Linked DNA regions of Mus musculus: regions 1, 2 and 4 are each linked to region 3. The links are chromatin contacts, called in public HiChIP or PLAC-seq maps. All regions are on one chromosome and are shown on one strand. Each heading gives the region's core, a stretch centred on a gene start, on an enhancer-like site or on the middle of the called end of the contact. The rest is flanking DNA. Distances are from core to core; before and after follow the strand shown. Region 1 has its middle 170 kb from the start of Gm24696. Region 2 overlaps Gm41334 (a long non-coding RNA gene). Region 3 has its middle 170 kb from the start of Gm41333. Region 4 has its middle 17 kb from the start of Gm41335.

Evidence for each region. HiChIP or PLAC-seq counts read pairs in DNA pulled down with a chosen protein or histone mark.
Region 1: a contact with region 3 is called in a FOXA1 HiChIP or PLAC-seq map of pancreatic cancer cells. The contact joins two enhancer-like sites. A contact is called at or near these places in 1 of 115 datasets of contacts at active chromatin or transcription factors (pancreatic cancer cells) and 1 of 9 other capture datasets (embryonic stem cells).
Region 2: a contact with region 3 is called in a CTCF HiChIP or PLAC-seq map of the NIH/3T3 cell line, with 6 read pairs. The contact joins two enhancer-like sites. A contact is called at or near these places in 1 of 15 datasets of contacts at CTCF or cohesin (the NIH/3T3 cell line), 2 of 115 datasets of contacts at active chromatin or transcription factors (cardiomyocytes and pancreatic cancer cells) and 1 of 9 other capture datasets (embryonic tail).
Region 4: an H3K27ac HiChIP or PLAC-seq map of the NIH/3T3 cell line shows a contact between it and region 3, with 9 times the contacts expected there. The contact joins two enhancer-like sites. A contact is called at or near these places in 1 of 15 datasets of contacts at CTCF or cohesin (the NIH/3T3 cell line) and 2 of 115 datasets of contacts at active chromatin or transcription factors (the NIH/3T3 cell line and vascular smooth muscle cells).

The regions. Positions count from the first base shown.
Region 1 is chr15:61,531,590-61,534,373 of GRCm38.p6, forward strand. No RefSeq gene overlaps it. Among named protein-coding and RNA genes, the nearest start is that of Gm24696, 170 kb to the left of the region's middle. Within about 2 kb of position 1,347, at least 64 of the 459 cell types and tissues checked have an H3K27ac peak or open chromatin away from gene starts, as enhancers often do. A contact at or near this core is called in pancreatic cancer cells, where this site is marked.
Region 2 is chr15:63,065,281-63,067,980 of GRCm38.p6, forward strand. Gm41334 (a long non-coding RNA gene) reads right to left here. Exons shown (of 3, transcript XR_875378.1): 2 at 2,638-2,700; 3 at 2,220-2,341. Among named protein-coding and RNA genes, the nearest start is that of Gm41334, 4.1 kb to the right of the region's middle. RefSeq lists an enhancer at 422-2,331. Within about 2 kb of position 1,256, at least 43 of the 459 cell types and tissues checked have an H3K27ac peak or open chromatin away from gene starts, as enhancers often do. A contact at or near this core is called in the NIH/3T3 cell line and pancreatic cancer cells, where this site is marked.
Region 3 is chr15:62,499,890-62,502,609 of GRCm38.p6, forward strand. No RefSeq gene overlaps it. Among named protein-coding and RNA genes, the nearest start is that of Gm41333, 170 kb to the right of the region's middle. Within about 2 kb of position 1,317, at least 61 of the 459 cell types and tissues checked have an H3K27ac peak or open chromatin away from gene starts, as enhancers often do. A contact at or near this core is called in the NIH/3T3 cell line and pancreatic cancer cells, where this site is marked.
Region 4 is chr15:63,339,072-63,341,843 of GRCm38.p6, forward strand. No RefSeq gene overlaps it. Among named protein-coding and RNA genes, the nearest start is that of Gm41335, 17 kb to the right of the region's middle. Within about 2 kb of position 1,495, at least 70 of the 459 cell types and tissues checked have an H3K27ac peak or open chromatin away from gene starts, as enhancers often do. A contact at or near this core is called in the NIH/3T3 cell line, where this site is marked.

The DNA.
Region 1 (2,784 bases), core at 97-2,596, 970 kb before region 3:
CAGAGTAAGACACACCAATCATTTTGCTACATAAAAGAATTGTGTCTGAACTATTTCCCTTTGGCTATTGTGTTACTTGGTACTTACATGTTACTTGGTGATAGGTTTTTGTGGTGGTAGTACTGATGGTGGTCGTGACGGTGGTGCAAGTGGGAGTGGTATTGTTGAGTCTTGATTCAGAAATCAGGAGGGTATTGAAGTATTCATGGGTTGTATCATTTTGATAACCAGGCACTATTGGGTGATAACACTGATTTCCAGTGTAAGCCAAGAATTTGCAGGAAGTTCAGGATGCCTTTTTCTTTTCTTCTCTTCTCTTCTTTTCTCTTCTCTTCTCTTTTCTTTCTTTCTTTGTTTTTTTTTTGTTTGTTTTTTTGTTTTTTAATGAACATTAGGACCTCATGAGTGGATAAGCACAGGCAACTGAAATTTTTGTTCTCTATAGGGTCCTCCTAAATTCTTAAATTTTCATTGCTTCAGGACTTGCATTTTCACAGGAATTAAACAATGGATATAAAAGAAGAGAGATAAACAATCACACCCAGAGTGACTTCCCACTCTTCATTGTCTCATGCAAAGGAAAGAAATTCTTTGGGTGAGTTCCTTCCAAAGCAAACATCCTGAGCACCTAGGCATCCCACTTGTGGATCACAGTAGCCAGCAGGATGACTCACTGGTATTCATGGAACTCCCTGTTGCCAGTGAATTACACTGAGAAGTTTCTAGGCAGCCACATTGCTGGCGATGAAGAGGTCGGGGGCTAGGAGTTGCCCAAATGGGTCACTTTCTAGAATGGTTCTTGATATACTGAGAACTGGGATCTTGGTATTCTAACAGGATCTTTTCTACCGGTAGCATATGCACTTATAGAGCGAGGGAATTAAAATGCAGTGGGTTAAGTTGAAAGCTTAATGCCATGCCATCTGCAAAAACTCAATACTTTTCAAGCTTATATACCCTGCACTCTATCTAAACTACTTGTCCTGCCATCTGCTTTTGTTCTGTAAATAACTATTCCCAATCCAACTGCCTACTGAACAACTAGCCAATGATTCAGTTAATAATTATAAACCTTAACAATCCAGCAAGCAACCACATACAAAGGAACTAGATATCACTTGTCTGAATATTTGATAGTCATGCAAGACCGAAAATGGGCCTTCTGGAACAACAGTCATGTTGGGAACTGTTGGGGAAGGGGCAGGGTGGGGTGGATTGGTGGGTTTTGAATGAAACGTTGCCTTAACGGTCCCAGTTCAATCTTTCCCACACAAGCTCAAGCCCACATCTCACAGAAGTATTATATCTGTTCACTTCCTTGTACTTCGCTCCAAGAATGAGTGAGTCATGGTTTAAGGACAAATTCTTAACATAGGTGCTACAGGCAAACAAAGGAAAACCAAACGCCTCATTCTTCTATTTCTCCTTTAAAAGGAAACTCATGCTGGAGGCATTTGGGTAACATTCCTTTTATATAACAGCACGAACTTCATCTGAAGGAAGAAACAGTGCAGCTGTAGAAACGGGTAGGTGTGGGATTGCTCTTCTCTCACCTATGACCCTTCCTGGCCGTATCTTAATGTAATACCACAAGTTCTGGGCCAGCACTGAATGTGAAGGTGGGACATGGAAAAAGGACATACAGAAGAGGCAGCATGCTTGTCCTGTGTTAGGACATGATGAGGCAGGCTCTTTAAATGCATGGGTGGCTCAGATAGATGGGCTGGGGTTATATCCTGTTCTGATGTTTATTGGCTGTGTGATTCTGGCAATGTAGTAGAGGACTGCTGTGAGTTATCACACCGTTGGAAAAATCAGGATTATATCAAAAGTTAATAGATAATTTATGTTCAGCTGTGTCTGATACACATAGATTCACTGAACCCTGTAGAGTTCAGTGCTGGCTTCTTCTTCAAGACGAGAAACTGATTTTCTTTGTTTTAGGTTTTTGGTTTTGTTGTTGTTTGTTTGTTGTTTTGTTTGGCTTTCATTTTGCCCTGTATTTGAGACTGAAGAAGAACTTACAGGAATGTTCTAGAAACAGGAGAAATTAACTTGTCTCAACAATAGCTCAGATGTGAGACCTCAGAGCTAACCACACATTAACTGCTTTGTGGTCAGATTAAAAAAAAAAGCATGCAGGCCATCTTTACTCCTAATAATTTCTGCATCTCAGAATATGAAAAACTTTTATGTAATATCTTAGATAGTTTCTATTAATCTATTAATCTATCAATGTCCTGAATAGATTTGGTGGTTGCTCTTTGGAACCATTTCACACTGGTAGTGTATCAGATGGCACTCAGAAACATAGGCAGGCAGTGCTTAAATGAAAGAGGTTCCATTCTTCTCTTGTAGAACAGCATTGTCTCCTTCCAGCCAGATCACCATCATTAATTTTATTTAACAGTCTTTTTGAAGAGACATTTTTTTCACTCGTACTATTTCTACTGTGCCACTTCCTGTGTCAGGACATTCGTCCTTTGTGTGTAACTGTTCTCTATGTCCCCTGCTTTGCTTTCTGAGTTTGCTCCCCACATCTGAACTGGAATCACTCCCTTATTGGCTGTGAGGTGCTATCTCCTAGCAACATCAGAAGCTACACTCAAAAGATCTAACCAACCTGACTGTCCAATGTGAAATGAACAAGGATGGACAAAGATGATAGCAATGGACTTTCAAAGTGGATGGAGTCCCTGAGGTCTCTGCCCTAAACAAGGAACTATTGATAAGTGAGCAAAGCTAGGAGTGGGAGAGATGATCTTTCTCAGGGAAGAACACACT
Region 2 (2,700 bases), core at 6-2,505, 570 kb after region 3:
TCTTAGTCAGTCATCCTACATTTGGCAGTTGAATAACCATTGGGACAATGTGTATGCTATGGTATCATCAGATCATTTGTTGAGGTTAATGGTAAGATAACTACAATAAACCAGTTCAGGAAGTATTTTAAATCCATAGATTCTGAACTGAAAATTTGAACTATATGAACATCATAAGGTTATTTGGGAAATTTAACATGAAGATCTGAATCTTTGGTTCTTGCTAATGTAGAATGATGGGAGTCAGTCCGTGGATGAGTCTTATGAAGATTTTTTTTTTTTTGGTTTTTCAAGACAGGGTTTCTCTGTATAGCCCTGGCTGTCCTGGAACTCACTTTGTAGACCAGGCTGACCTTGAACTCCGAAATCCGCCTGCCTTTGCCTCCAAAGTGCTGGGATTAAAGGCTTAAGCCACCACACTGGGCACGTTATGAGGATTTTAAGTGAGAGAATTTAAGGTGTAAGTTATAAGAAGCTACCATTTTTACTAGCAGTAAGTGTACTGTTACAAATAGGACCCAGGTAATAATCTCTGATATTCATGATTCTGACAAAAGCATTTCCAACAAGGTTTTGAGAAACTATATAGTATGTAGCAATACAGAAAACAGGAAAGTACTACATTTGTCATAGACAACTATTTCTTCCTCCTTAGCACTCCTCTCTCATTAGGATAAGAAGACATCCTGGGCAGGGTCAGCTAATAGCATTCTACATGAGGCCCTACTCTAAACCAAACTCACTGTCTTTGCTATCAGCAGCCGGCTCCCGATGTGTGTCAATTACAAAGAGAGCAGGGCTCCAAAGACCATGAAGCCCAAATGTGGTTACTGAGCAAACAGGGCTATTTGAAGTGCATTCCTTTCTGCTGAGCTTGGTGTCAGTAAAAAGGAACTCTCTTTTCCTATAGCAAGACCCTCATGTCCTAGTGAGGTTTCAGCCAAGAGTTGTGCAGTGTTGGCAGTGAGGGAGGGACTGGTGGCCACTTGAAATTCTCAAGTCCATGTCCCCAAACACTAGACAGAAAGGCCCTTATTTTTGGCTCCATGCCCTTCTCCAATTTCATTTCCACTGAAGAGTGGCCCAAGCTCTGTGATCTGTTCCATCAACACTGTGGCTAAAATTAAATTTCAGAGTCCTAGTGCAGAATGAGCTGAAGTCTTTTCTAAAGTGCATTCACCCCTGCTGTGTGAGTGTTCTTTACTAAGGAGATGTCAAGAGGGGAGTGTCCTCAACAGGATTTGTTTCTGGGAGAAAAGTAGGAGATTTACACAAGTTTCACTAGACTTTGAGGGGTTAGGAGATGACTAAGTCCTAACCTCAAGATACTTACTTTCTTTTGCAAAGTCTTAGATGTAGATCACAAATTCTACTATGAAGCAGGCAAAATTTCTTAACTGAATAACTAACACAATAACAACAGAGATTCCTATCTGACTCAGTTCTTGACCAGTAGCCCCTTTTATAGATATTGTCTTTCTTGACCTTTATAACATCCCTGTATTTTATGGGATCATGGTCCCTCCATTTGAAACCTGAACAAACACATGCTCAGAAAAACAAAAGCATATTAGTCAATTTAAATGAGTCCAGGATTGCTGTATGTCTTCTTGTCTCAAAATACTACACTGTTTCCTCAAGTAAAATGCTATTCTAGGACAGAGTCCGGAGAATTTTCATAGGGAGAGGTAGTGTTATATCAAATGGCCAGAATTAAAAACATAACATTTTGTGACTTTTTTCTCTATTCATCTGTCTACAAGCCAGATAGCATAGTAATTAGCAAAAGATTTGTTTTCCAAAGGAAGTTAACAACCCTTCCCTCTATCTCTACAAACAATTGTTGATAATGTACATAGTCATTTCTCGATCTCAAACAGTTGCCTAGTCCCTGTACTGCCTGTTACACAATTCAAGATAAGCCCTGTGTGGCAAATCATTGGAAAGCCCCTTCCATCTAGTCAGAAAATTCAGCCAAAGGTAAGCAAACAGTTTGGGAAGATTCCAGAATCCTGAAGTAAGCATGCGATTTAACAGTGCAAGTGCTCTTACACACCATTCAAGGGCCATGACTAACTTCCTGTAAGGCACTTACAAAGTCTCTTGCAAATGGAGGCAGTGGTATTTTGTGTCATTGTTTCTCCTGACTGAAAATAGCCTTTTATTCAGTAACATGCAAGAGGAAATAGATGATCTAGCACATACACTAGGAAATCCTGTGAGCTCCTCACTTATCGGTTTATTCTGTCTATTTTTGATCAATACACCTTACATATTTGGTGAGGAGGCAATGACTCCAAATAAGTGTGCTTATTGCTTGGTGATCTGCCACTCTTGAGGTCTGTAAGATACAGTAATTAGAACATCATTTAAGACGTTTATTTCCTCTTTTATATCAGAAAAATCTATGCTATATAATATGAAATAAAGATTCAATTACAGAGGTTTGAACTTGTGTCAGGGCTTAACCCATTGTCCTGTTCTTTGTTTGTTTGTTTTTATTTGTTTTTGTTGTTCTTAAATGTACATTTTCAATACCTCTACCACAAATATAATATAAAATACTATATTATTAGACACTTTTCTTGTTGCTGTGGCCAAAAGCAACCTTAAGGATGAAAAGAATTTTTGACTTACAGTTACAGGAGAGAAATTCCATCCCAATGGGAAAGGCATGGAGAAGGTGCCGAAGGCAACAGG
Region 3 (2,720 bases), core at 67-2,566:
TCAGTGATTTATTTAATGGGTCTTTTTTTTTTCCTGGTAAGAGGGAGTCTCTCTCAAAGTTAACTTCCTCTATAGATGTGGCTCTTCTTATAAGAAGGCAGCTACTTTTTAAAGAACTACTCTCATGTCTATATGCTTTAAAATAACAAGCTCAAAATAATCCTACTGCTAAAGAGGCACATTTTCCAGTCTATAGTCTGGCCTTGTACAGTCATACCTTCAGTCATTGTTTTCTGGGTTCCATTAGGAGTGAAATGACCTAAAGTTTGGACTTCTTGGAGCATGATGCTGAGTAATGTAAGAAGTCTGTATATGTCTACTTTCCTTACCTGTACAGTCAGGATAATGGGGGCTTTTAATTAGCTAAGCACAGTAAGCACACACGTAGAATTCTAGCACCTGGAAGATAAAGGCAAGAGGATCAGGAGTTTGAGTATCACCTCTGTTGCACAGTGAATTTGACACCAACATGTGTTATGTAAGACTCTTAAAAACATTAAAAAAGGAAAAGAAAGAAAACCAGCTAAGATTTTACTCAGTCATAGTAGTACATTCTACTACATTATGGTTTATTTTAGAACACTTACTGTCAGTAAAGACCATGCATTGGAAACCAGTTAGAGATGGGAATGTAAACATGATGAGGGTGTATGTGCTTAGATCAAGGAGATGACAAAGACTTTGTTAGTGCTCCGCCAGTACAATATAAGAATGAAAGTAGGCTTGGAAGGAGGCAGAAGACAAAAGACCTGAGAGAGGCTAGGAAGTGCTTAGGTTCATAGGTCAACAACTATAGTAATTATTACTGGGATATGATCCTTCTAGAACCTTTGTCCTTAACCTGCCAAACACTAGTCACTACTAATGAGACTGTTTATCTTCAGATAGTGAAGCTTCCTAAGGCTTAAGTCTTACTTCAATCGTGTATTTGGTACCCAGCATGACAGCACAATAGGTGATCAAATAAATTCTTTGTGACTTGATTTTAACTTGCTTCTTCTAGCAATAGTATGTTAAGTCCTAAAGCAGTGAAAACTAATGAGTGAGTTCCTTCTTTGACCTTTCAGGGGTAGAAGCAAGCATGCTAACAGGGAGGAGATATAGTCTAGACTTGCCCATTTTAACCAAGTTGCTGGGTGCTTTTTGAGCATGCACAAGTTCACTAGGACCTGTTTATTGTCCTCTAAACGGTGTGCCAAATGCTGCATTCCTCTCTGCTTTGTCATGCATCTATGATTGCTAGTCACATGGTAACTAGTGACCATGCTCTCATCTTATGCAATAGCTCCCGGTGGACTCCTGGTCAGGGGATAAATGAGGCGATGCATTCCTGAGTTATGACTGGCCTGCTGGGTCCACTTGCAGGACACCTTGCTCATCTACACCGTACCCCCTCCCCCCCAGCTTCCTTAACAGGTTTCTCATTTCTCCCCATAAAGATCATGTTTCAGGTTTTATGTTGAAACTTTGACAGCCTCCTCTCCAGAGGTGACTTCAGAAACCTGATGAGAGCCCCATTAGGTTCAAAAGAACTGCTTACAAGCAGGGGCAGAAGGGCTTGGAGGGGTAGGGGAATGAAGTCTTCCTAAGTACTGGAGGCAGGCACAAAAATGGATGCTTTGCTTTAGAAGACAGGATGTGGCTTCATCATTACCAGCTGTTGTATGTTGGCACAAGCCCCTCTTCTCCATCATGTTACTTTCTTGTTCTAGAACATGGGAATAAAACATTTCCTCTTCAGGTTGCTAGGACAATATATCCAGGTGATGATTATAAAAGAAGCCCCAATAGGAAGCTTCTATACAAAGCCCCTATATTCAGCTCGCTCAGAATAGCTCATGCAGAGCTAAGATAGAGTTAAATAGAGCAAGAGACATTTTTTGGGGGGAAATGTTGATGGAGGATGAGAAGAAATAGAAGAAGCTTATCACGCTGTGAAGGGAGTGCTATCCCTAGAGAAGGCCATGAGGAAAGCAAGAGGAGTCCATTGAGCCACAAGCCATAGAACATTATTTCTTGGGTCTCTGCTAGGCAGGTGATAAAACACAGAATAATGATTCTGGTCAGAGTCCAGCTATAAAGGGACCCTTTGGTTTTAATATATATGTAGCCCGCAGGATCTAGGTGGAAATAGCCCACGAGTGTGAGTTTCACTCTGCGTGCTAGAAGAACTCTGATGACGGAACAGCTGGGGACTATGGGGTTCCTATGTTCCAGTCCTTAGGTTTTCTGCTGAGCAGACATCTTGATATGAACCTCTCTTTTTTTTCCCCTATCACTTTCTATGACCATGTTATGCAGCTAAAGATTTCTATCATACACTTTGTTAGTGCAGGTCTGGTGTAATAAAACTCTATAAATATGTTAGCATAAACTTGAAAATGTATTATTTTACAATTTTTGAAACTTGATCTTCAAGATAAGGTGTCTATAGGATTTTTTTTTTTAATGGGTAGACAATGCCCTTCTTTTGTTTTCTTATTGTCTTTCCTCTGGTGTTTGGCATAAGAGTAGTAGTTCACTTAGATCAGGACCCAGTTGACTTTGCTCAAACTTAATTACCTCCTGAAAGTCCTTATTTCAAAACATTGTCTCATTGTGGATTCAGCCTTGACTGTGTGAGCTTGGTGAAAAGAGTTCAATTCTCATGCCTCTCATATATATTATTCAGTAAATGGGTTTTCTCTTCCTTTCTTTCTCCATGTTATTCATTCATACAT
Region 4 (2,772 bases), core at 245-2,744, 840 kb after region 3:
CTAAATAAATATATTATTCTATAAATAACTAGAACTTTCTTTTCTAAATTAATATATAAATAAGCATATGTATACCTCTAAAAGCTATTTGCATACTTTTATAATCTGGTGTCATATGGTAAATAAATGAATAAAAGCATGAAATAAAATAAGTAGCATAAACTATTATTGGTGTACTCTGAACAGTAAGTCTCATATTAACATCAAGTTCAAAAGAGAACTTACATCATCTTTAGGAAAGATTTTAGAGGGCACGTAGGTCTTCACTGGAGTCATTTGTAAATTTGTCAGAGAAATTTCATTCACATCACATCAAAATTTCTTAAAACTATTTAAAGAAATCTTATTTAGGTAGTTATTTATTTAACTTATTTATTTAGTTTATGTGTATGAGTGATTTGCCTGTATGTAATTTTTTTCTGTGTGTGTGATGTGTGTGTGTGATATATGTGTGTGTGATGTATGTGTGTGTGTGTGTGCATGTGTAGTACATTATGACATTATGTCTGGTGCTCATTGAAGTCAGGAGTCATATCCACAAAATTCTAATTACAAACATTTGTGAGTTACTACGTAGGTGCTGGGAATTGAACCTGAGTCCTCTGTAAGAGTAGCCAGTGCTCTAAACTGCTGACCTATCCATTTCTCCAGCACCTTACAGCATTTTCCCCATATTTCATCTGACTTTATCACCTAGTTGCATCCAAGAGTTTCTTTGTAAATTCTTAAACTCTGAGAAACTCTGAATGTGTGCAATTTTTCTCCTTCTAGCTTCCCTAATCTGTCAGATATGGGACTTTCTCATAAGGCCCTCACTCCTTATAATGACAATAAAATAACCATTCCCTGCATCTTAGCTCCATCTGTTTACCCTTGCCTCCATCACCATGAGAAAATTGCTGGGATCTTGATTAGTTAGTATTTCTGTCATGTAAGGATACACATAAGCTCATAGAATGGGTGTCTCCATGTGCACTTGAGTCACAGAAAGCATTCAAACAAGAACAGTGCTATCAAGCCTTGAACTAGGCAATAAAATTGGATGTTCATATTATGTACACATCCCTATTGTGCATACTCTCTGATCCTGAATGCTAGGAATTTGGAATCTACATGTTCTGTCACATTCTCTCCTACCTTGGAAATGTAGTTCCTGAAGAAAAGAGCCACACTGAAGCCTAAGGAACCAATAATCAGTTGCTCTTTCTAATTGAGCACTTCTCTTTGCTTAGATTTTGGAAGAAGCATGAAAATGATTTACTGATTTAGGAACTGGGTGGAGTGGACCACAGAAAGACAAATCAAAAACATCTGGAATGAACTATTTGAGAGAGAAACGGGGAGGGAAAAAAAAAGTAGAGCTTTCAAATGAAACGAAGTACAGATGATTTGGCCAAATTCAAGCCAAGCCAAACACTCACATTAAACATTGCACTTGGGTCTGGTTCAATAGCAGGAGCCGGCAAGGGGGAGCCTCAGCCAACACTGCATCAGAGGCACATTGTGGAGGGAGGAAATGAGTTTAGTCAAGCCAGCTGTGACTTCAAAGCCGTGGCTCTCCCAGAGAACAGTGGGAAAGGGTTCCCCCTTCAGTGAAGACTGCAAAGTTCATCCAAAGACAGTCCGAAGGGAACTAACTCTGGGAAGAAGCAAATTGCATTCCACACTCTAAATAATACTTTCCTTGCATGAAGTGGTGGTGACCATCTATTTAAAGAGACAGAAAAAGAATGAGGAAGAGGTGATAAGGAGACGTCTCTGATGCACATTCCAGGACACACAAAACTGGTGTGTCTGTGTTTGCTTTTCAGCAAAGATAGGCATGTCTTTGCATGAGTCATGCTTCCAGCTATGTGAAAGGTGACAACACAGGATTTCTCTTCTGAAAGATTCCCATGATTTCTTTCCCCTCTTTGAACTTCTAGAAAACTAATATTTCTTTCAATGCATTTCCTCAGTAAAATTTTATCAAGAAACCCATGGTGGGTTAGGTGGGGGTAAAACAAAGATAAGCAAGGAGAAGCTAGACATATAAACAAAGGCTTATGGTATTGAACCAGAAGCCCCTGTTAGAGCAATGGTTCCCAGAGAGTAGTCTCCTAAAAGGTGAAAGCAGAGGCAAGAACAGCACTGGGGTAGGAAAGTTTGCAAGCTCTAGCCTCAATGCACTGAATGAGAAGGTGCAGTTGGTTTATTGAGCTCTCCCATTGATTCAGATAAGTCTTAAACCTGGGAAACCACTTTTATAAAATAGAAACAGAGGCTTCTGGAGCAGAGAGCCAGTACTACTGAGCCAAAATGGAGATCTTCTACCATGTACAAATCATGGGCTCATCTCCAGGTTAGAATTCTATAGGTGGCCCTCTGTCAATACACAACCATGAGCCTTTGCTTCTAAGTAAACTGCTAAGATTCAAAGGTAAGGAATTATTTATTCTACACCCTCCCCAGCCTTCTCCTTCCAGCTCAATGACTCTCAACCTGTAGGTCATGACCCCCAAAGACCAATATCTATACTGCTAGTCATAACAGTAGCAAAATTACGTTTGAGGGTCACCACGACATGAGGAACTTTATTTAAAGGGTCACTGCATTCGGAAGGTTGAGAACTCACTGTTCTAGCTAGCTTCAGGTCCAGTTCTTGGATGATACAGCTTTTAGAACTTACTTTGAGACACTAATTCTGAAAGTTTACACTCCTCAGGAAATCTTGGCAAGCATGTATTTGCAAAACTTTCCAACTCTTGAATATTCGAGAAGAATAGTGGTTAT